2 separate regions of the Mus musculus genome follow, and region 2 is linked to region 1. A link is a contact called in public HiChIP or PLAC-seq data. All regions are on one chromosome and are shown on one strand. The core of a region is the stretch at or near the end of the contact, and the rest is flanking DNA. Distances in the headings are between cores, read along the strand shown.

Region 1 (4,276 bases), core at 109-2,608:
GGTACCCCAGCCTTAGGAGACTACTTAAACTTCTTGGCTTATAGCAGCTTTCTCCATCTTCAAAGCCAGTATGTCATATCACTCCAAACCACTCTTTTACCTTAATTTACATTTTTTAAGATTCATATGGTTAGGCGGGAGTAAGCAGAATAATCCAGAACTTGTCTCCCCATCAAGGACTTTCAATTTAGCCAAGTCCTAAAAGTCATTTGGAAGGTGACATAGTCAAAGGTTCTGGCAGTTAGAACGCGGGCATGCTTATGGAAGCAGTCCTCTATTCTAATGTCATCCCAGTCCCCACACAGTCTGGCATCATTTAAAGATTAAAAAGTGGGCATTTGCTTTTGCCTATGTGTGTGTACATGCTCCTGTGTGTACATGTTCATGTGTGTGCTCATGAGCACACATGCACTTATGTGCACATGAAGGACAGAAGGTGGTGCATACTCTACCTCAATCATGTTCATCCTAGTGTTGGAAGGAGGGCCTCTCACTGAGCCTGGATCTCAGTGCTTGTCTAGGCTATTGTCCAGCAAGTCATGGGCATATCTCCTGTCCTTACCTCCCCCTGGGACTACAAGCGCATCCTCCTGAACTTAGACCTTATTCCTGAGGGAACCAGAGATCAACCTCAGACCCTCGTGCTTAGACAGCATACACATTGCTGAATATGTCATCTCTCCAGCACTGGATATTTGATTTTCAGCAATGGACAAGAACGTCACTCATGTACGATCAACCTTCATGGTAGATAAGCATTCCCACCATGATTCAACTGTCTAGCCATTTATGATACCATCCAGCAGTCTGGGTGCTCCAGAGACAAGCCCTTTAGAAAAAAGTTACGGAATGCTAACACAGGGTTAATTCAGGTAGCCATGATGGTCTGCATGAAGGAGCCTGAGACCTCAGAAAAGAGTTGTGCAAATAAGTAATTGCCATCCCCGGAATTACTGACTCCACCCCTGCCCCACCCCCATCTGGTCCTTTAAGAGAAGACACTTTCAGTCTTATTTTCTAGACTAATACATCTATATTTGAAACCAGCTCAGCCATTGCCTAGCCTCACAATGGCAGCTAAGAAACCTGACAGAGGTGTCAAGGGCACACTGTTGCTTCCTTACAGGAGACCGTGTGCCCTTGGCAGATGTTTCTCGCACCTATATCTACTGCTCCACTCCTGAAAGCCATCCTGTCTGCATTCTTGAAGGGTCAGCCAAGACGGCAGCCTCAGCTGGACCATAAGTCCAGTCTAGGGCACCTCTATTTCCCTGTTGCTTCTGCCTACAGACAAGCTCGTCTGCTTGCGGCCCATCGCAGGGGAAGGGGCCCCTTTGCTGAGAGGCTGTCAGCCTGAATGGCTAATTGAGACCTCCCTTGTGCTGAGCTGGTGCAGATGGTCATGAATGAAGCACTGTTAGACAAGGAAGGAGGCAAGGCATCATGAATATTTAATCAGATATAAGTAAATATTAATGAAACAATTGTACCTTTAAATGGTTAAAGGACTTTCCATGTTCCAGTTCATTTTTATTCCAATGTGCCTACACATGCATACACACACACAAACGCATACACACACACACACACACACACACACACACACACACACAAATGCACACACACACACAATATACATTTTTGCCTCTGAGCTAGTAAGTTCCAGTTTGGCCTTCTAAATGTAAGAATCCCCATTATTCTAAATCTAAGCCTCCCTGAATTCATTCCTGAAGTTGAAAAAGCCGATTCCGCCCTGAAATGTAGACTTCACAACTTTCTGGAATTCCAATGACACGCCTGAGTCTTGTCTACTCTGATTTCATGGCACGAAGCCACGCATGCCATGGGGAGGCAGGGAACCTTCACTTGAGCTCATGTGTGGTAATTGCTTTATTCTGCATGAACTCGCTCTAATTCTCCCCCAAAACAAGAGAGAGGCTTAATCTTGCAATATTAATGACTGAATCATTTACTCCTCTGCCTGGATGTTTTCAGGAACGTTTTCCTCTGGTTACCCTCCTCACTCTGTATCAAAACATCAGTGAGTTCCCTGCCTTTATTGCTCAATACCGTCTGCATATCCTCTCTTTTGAAAAGGGAATGCTAAGAGGGAAGATTCCTTAACACTTTTAGTTTACTCAGTACAAATTATGAGACTTATTAATCCCTGAGACTTATTTTGTCTATCCTTCCTCTTGATTGCCTCACAGTGGAATTTTGTCTTCTTTGGTTAATGTCCAGTTTTTCCTTTGGTAATTGGTTCTTTAATTGCTGAATATTAACTTTTTTAACCCCTCTTTTTCCAGTCCCATGTTGAACCACAACATCATCATGCCCTTCACATGACTGAGGTACCCAGCATCTCCTGCCTGACCTCAGAAACAAGGTCTCCCGTTTCCCTCTCGGTCCTGATAGCCTCAGCAGGATCTTTGTCCACAATTGAAATGTTCTGCTCTTTCACCTAAATTTCATGATCATGGTCATCTGGGCTGTTTTCAGACTGCTCACCCCAGCTAGTGTGCAAACAACCACACCCTGTTTCATAATCGAGATAAAATAATTCAATCAGAGAAGCAAATGGACCCTTTCCACAGGCAAAGCCAATGGATTCTGAACCTAACGTTTTAATAAATTCAAGTAATTCATCTTTGAATCCTTTTTGCAAACAAGAAATCTCTGAATTCCACAATCATGCTTTATAAGACATATAAACTTCATGTCTTTCCAACTGAATTTAAAACCAACATTTAATAAGTCTTTGAATCTTCTTTGCAAACAAGAAATCTCTGAATTCCATAATTGTGTTTCACAAGTCATATAAACTTTATGTCTGTCTTTCCAAGGCCTTGGCACAACTTCTCTTCATCTTTTTATTTATTTTTCTTTTTTGAAATTATAATATAATTACATCATTTTCCTCCTCCCTTTTTTTCCCCTCTGAACCACCTTCCATGGCTCTTTCAAATTCATGACTTCTTTTCCTTGAACTGTTGTTAAAATGTGTGCCTCTAAATATATAAATACCCACTGCTCTGTCTATAGAGTGTTACTTGTATACCTGCTTTCAAAGCTGACCATTTAGTTCTAGATATCCAATCGGTCAGCTCTTCCCTGAGGAAGACCATTTCTCCCCCTCTCAGAATTCCTTCGTTACCTGTAAATCTTTGCTTAGGGTTGAAGCCTCAAAAGCTCGCCACTTCCGGTTATTAGCATGTCTATTGGTGTGCTTTTGCTACAGGTTATATTTAGGCAGCCATGTTGGTCAGAGTTCATAGTAAGTTCTCTTTCTAAAAAAACATAATTTAAAAGAAGAAAAAAAGGAGGGAGGGAGGGAGGATTAGTTATAATGATCATCAGATCGAGAACGTTTGTAAAATTGTTTTTAGGCCTGTTGTATACATACCTTTGGCTCCAGCACTTGGGAGGCAGAGGCAGGCAAATCTCTTGAGTTCAAGGCCAGCCTGGTGTATAGAGCAAGTTCCAGTTCAGCCAGGGCTACACAGAGAAACCCTGTCTCAAAAAAAAAAAAAAAAAAAAACTAAAACAAAATTTGTTCTACTTTTTCTTTTTTAATTTATATGTGTGAATGAGCACATGAGTGCAATTGCTCTCTGAGGCCAAAGGAAGCCATCACTTCCCTTGTAGCTACAGGTGGTTATGAGCCTCCCAGCACAGATGCTGGGAAATAAGCCCTGGGCCTCTGCTAGAGCAGTGTCTTAGGGTTTCTATTCCTGCACAAACATCATGACCAAGAAGCAAGTTGGGGAGGAAAGGGTTTATTCAGCTTACACTTCCATACTGTTGTTCATCACCAAGGAAGTCAGGACTGGAACTTAAGCAGGTCAGGGAGCAGGAGCTGATGCAGAGGCCATGGAGGGATGTTCTTTACTGGCTTGCCTCCCCTGGCTTGCTCAGACTGCTTTCTTATAGAACCCAAGACTACCAGCCCAGAGATGGTCCCACCCACAAGGGGCCTTTCCCCCCTTGATCACTAATTGAGAAAATACCCGACAGCTGGATCTCATGGAGGCATTTCCCCAACTGAAGCTCCTTTCTCTGTGATAACTCCAGCCTGTGTCAAGTTGACACATAAAACCAGCCAGTACAAGCAGTATTGTGCTCGTAAGTACTGAGCCATCTCCACTGCCCACTAGATCAAGGACCTTGTTAACCCCAAAGTGGGGAAACTCTCCTCAAACAAACTTAGACAACAAAACCTCCATTAGAAGATAAAGCTCAGCAACTGTACATTGCAGGACAGATGTGCCATGAGCTG
Region 2 (4,449 bases), core at 1,136-3,635, 450 kb before region 1:
CACAGGGACCAAATGTTCAATCACATGAGCATATGGGGCACATTTTATAAGCAAACCATATGGACAGTCATAACACCAGTATTATGGAGTTGTGGTAAGCATTAAACCAGATAACTAACATAATGATATCAACACAGAACATATCATATCATATAATAGAATAAGAACTCAACAAATGTTCAATATTATTATCATTTCTATAAGTCAAGATTGTTTACTGTGGAAATGTAATAATGCCGAAAAAAAACCAAGGTAATGGATTAAGATAGCTAGTAGTAATTCAATTTAAAGTTCTCCATTTTTAATATGTATATACACAGAAACTATCATGTGTCCTTGTAAGTTTCTACACATTACTTATAAACTGTCATTTTATGTAGTGGAATTCATAAAATAGAGGACTAATCTGTAACCTATTATATACAAGTATTTACAAACTTGTCAGTTTCTAATATCATCTTTATCTTGAAGAATGTATAAAGGGACAAAGCTTAAGGTTGGTGGTTTTCTTATCAGCTTTAATCTAAAAATCATTCATAAGAAACAACAAGGGAAGTAACAGTCCTTTAATTTTGAATTATGCATCTTGTAAAGGGTTTTATTTTTAAGCCTTTTATAATTGCAATGTCCCGTTAATCTTTCACAGGGAACTTGTGCTATAGTTTTATGAAACTTCAGTGTACTGTAAAATCAGTCTAACCCATGTAGACCCCTGAAATCTTCACACTTAACTAAAAGACACACTGAAGAAGGCATGTGAGTATGGAGTGGCTATGTGGTAATATACACTTTGATGGTAATAGACTCTTCACTGAACCCACCCTGCGGATTTAGCTCTGTAACACAGAGACCTTGTCTGACTCTTACTCTACTTGCCCATTCACTCATGTATTACATAATTCTGTCCTTACTACCATATTCACCATGGCCCTATCATACCAAAGGAGCCACATACAACAGAAATCAGTTAAATAATCTCACAATTTTAAAGGATTCATCTTTAACAAAGGGAATTAACTAAAGAGCAAGCTTTATCACCTAGCAATAAAAAGAATAAATAACATGAAGGGCACATCTGTACTCATCCTGGGAGTGGACAAAGAAGGGTCTTTAAAGAACATGATGTCCAATCAAATTGAGTCTTACTTTGTGAAGTGTAGATCCTTAATAGGGTTCCATATGAATTTGGATACATGTGGGATTTGCTTCAGTTTCTGCATATAGTTGCTACTGGAATCAACACTAGTGCTTGTCTATGTTCAATATTTGGGAAACTCATCTCCTTTTATATCACTGACTTTCACTTTATTCTGTACCCTTGAGTCGTTTCACTCTCCGCTGAACCTGAGCTGGAGCCCATCTGTAGCTTTAATGTAAACATACTTTTGAATACTTTACTGGGTTCTTTTCCCTACCACCCTTCTCCACCCTTATCCCTAAACACTGGGTAGGAGAGAAAGTTTAGAGGGGAAAGTGGAAGTCAATATCATTAGACTACTTTCTGCTGATTAGGGGTGTTCAGTTCCTTGGAGGCAAGTCCAATGTTCATCATGAAGATACATTCAACCAGCAATCAGCAACCAACAACAGCAGCAAGAGCAGGGACAGCAGGGACAGCAGCGGCAGTGGAGCTGCAGCCTCTCTCAGGGCTCTGGCATTCTTCACCCTCTCAGAATTCCCAGAATTCCAAATGTCAACTATCTTTAGCTGGCAAAATCATACCCCTGCCAGAGCATAAGACAAATCACAGTTAGCTGCTGTGGACAATTGGAAGCGTCCTCATATCAATATCCCATACCTGGGATAAAAGCATAACAAAGACATCACATGATATTTTTGTATTTTAAAAGAAACCAAAAATCACCACTGTACCAGAACATCCATTTAATAACTCTCAAAAAACTGTCCTTATGTGGTCACACTCCAGAATATCAACAAGGGGGTAGAGAGTAAGTCTAGTGTACCATTCTCTCCAGATGCTCGATGGCAGCTGGATAGTTTCTAAGTCAGCCATCCATAAATTGTTTCATTCAAAATATTGTCTATCCAGTACCACAGTTTTAAAGATGTTCTTTTCTTCAAAGCCCCCTTTTCTGAGAATGGTGTGCATATCTATTACAACAGAAGTAATAGTGGAATAGGAAGCAGGCAAAGTGAGGAAGCTGTCAGCAGTAAGAACAAGATGCCTCGTTGAGTCAAAAATAGGGAAACTTGGGAGATAGACAACATAGGAAAATCATTGCCTAATGGTCACTTTGCTCTCTCGTCTTTGAAAATGGCAGCTTCAAGTTCTATTCAAATGGTGTGCGGGCTTTCATGGCTGTCATCAATTTGCTATCACTACCGCCTTTAAGTGACGTGATCACTGATCATTACAATTAGTGCCCATTAGTATAGAGCAAAATTAGAGTTTCAGTCATATAGAATTGCCCATTATGTCCATAAAATACACAAAGTTCATCACTTACGATTATCATTACCATAACGAATTCAAAGGGAATTATGAAGGACCTGTCACTTTATAATGGTGCCACATGTGAATACCAGAGATGACAGAGCAACTGTCAAAGCTCAATATTCTGATACAGGCCACATTTTAAATGTACAAGATGAAGAATTCGGATAAAAAGTGTTTACTGCATACGAGCATTGAGAGGACACATAGAAAAGAAAATTGTTGAAGAATAAAATTAGTAAGAATGTATTTGATAAAGCTGTGTTTTTAATAGGCACGTGCCCCTGGGTCTTTGTTTAAATGTATAAGCTATTCAGAGTGGAAGTGCAGAGTTATAAAGGACCAATGTGAGTGCAATTTTTACCCTGACATTTTAATTACAGTAGAAATTGGCCAATTGTAATATTCTTGGTGATAATGATTGTTAACAATCAGAGCTAAATGAAGGCATTTTAAACTGAAGTCTGAGACTTCAAAAGATATGTGCTGCTTGTATAAAGCTCCATCTTTGATCTTAGTGCAGTGGCCTTGAGCTTAGAATCTGCTAGGAGGAGAAGAGCAGAAAGATGGAAGGGACCTAAATCATCCATAATTGTCCAGCTCTCTTTCCCCTCCTGCACCACCAAATGTAAATGATAAGATCAATCACTAAAAGTATGTGTAATATAAAAAAGTCCACTTTGTGGACCTCAGTAACTACTGAACATTATTTATGTTGCCACAAGATGACACCAACTCAGTATATATTTCAGACATTTGAATAAAGCACTTGCTCTTCAAAATCATGAGCCTAGGTATAGCAGTAGTAAAAAATAGTTTCTGTCCTATTCCTTTGCCCACATTATTTTAACAGCTCCTGGTGTCTCTTTTCTACCATTCCTGGCACAAGTAAAACTATTGGTGGACCCCAGCAGTTCTCAACCTGTGGGGGGAAATCACACATCAGGTATCCTGCATATCAGATATTTACATTACAATTCATAACAGAAGTAAAAGTACAGTTGTGAAGGTCAATGGATTACTTTTGGAGGAACTGTATTAAAGGCTCCAGCATTAGGAAGGTTGAGAACCGCTACAGTACTCATTCTCCATATACTTATTCTCAGTATGCTCGCTCAGTATTTCAAGAGTCACATGATTATATTACAACACTTTCCTTTGCTCACACTATTCATACCATATTACATATCTTCTTTCATATTGTCTTAGAATATATTTCATAACGTGGATGGATTTTAGTATACTGTTCATTCATAAACATTTATATTATTAGACTACATTTGTATTAATTAAATTAAACCAAACAATGACACTTTTTTTGTTGCTACTGGTATTTTCTCCCTTTTCTCTCTTTTCTTTTTTCTTTTTATTTATTCTTCTTTTGTACAATACATTCCAACTGCAATTCCAACTCCCTCCACTTCTTCCAGTTTCCCCTCCCCTTCCTCTCTTCCCCAGATCCACTGATCCTCCATTAACCTTTGAAACAGAGCAGTCCTTCCAGGGGTATCAACTGAACATAGCATTAGAAGACACATTAACACTAGGCACAAACCCTCATATCAAGGCTGGACATGGTGACCTAGTAGGATGAAAAGGATTCCCCAAAACAGGAAAGGGAGTCAGAGACATCCCCATTCCCATTGTTCAGAGTCCCACAAAAACCCAGGTTAAACAATCATAACATATATGCAGAGAATATAGTGGAGATCCATGCAGGCTCCATGATTACTGCTACAGTCCTATGAGCCACTGTGAGCCCTGGTTAGTTGAGTCTCCAGGCCGTATTCTACCTGTGTCCCACAATCCTTCCAATTCTTGGTTTTTTGGGAATTCTCCAAGCTCTACCTAATATTAGCCCTCATCAACTGCTTGAGGAAGCCTCTCTGAGGATGATTGGGCTAGGCACCGATGGATGGGTGTATTTTAATATCGTTAGGAATTATTTGATTAACTATTTTCCAGTTGTGTTTGGTTCTACCCTAGGTCTCTGG

What was found. HiChIP or PLAC-seq counts read pairs in DNA pulled down with a chosen protein or histone mark.
Region 2: an H3K4me3 HiChIP or PLAC-seq map of embryonic basal ganglia shows a contact between it and region 1, with 3 times the contacts expected there. The contact joins two enhancer-like sites. A contact is called at or near these places in 1 of 115 datasets of contacts at active chromatin or transcription factors (embryonic basal ganglia) and 1 of 9 other capture datasets (embryonic trunk).

What each region holds. Positions count from the first base shown.
Region 1 is chr1:168,470,928-168,475,203 of GRCm38.p6, reverse strand. No RefSeq gene overlaps it. Among named protein-coding and RNA genes, the nearest start is that of Mir6348, 18 kb to the left of the region's middle. Within about 2 kb of position 1,358, at least 49 of the 459 cell types and tissues checked have an H3K27ac peak or open chromatin away from gene starts, as enhancers often do. A contact at or near this core is called in embryonic basal ganglia, where this site is marked.
Region 2 is chr1:168,916,862-168,921,310 of GRCm38.p6, reverse strand. No RefSeq gene overlaps it. Among named protein-coding and RNA genes, the nearest start is that of Mir6354, 100 kb to the left of the region's middle. Within about 2 kb of position 2,385, at least 2 of the 459 cell types and tissues checked have an H3K27ac peak or open chromatin away from gene starts, as enhancers often do. A contact at or near this core is called in embryonic basal ganglia, where this site is marked.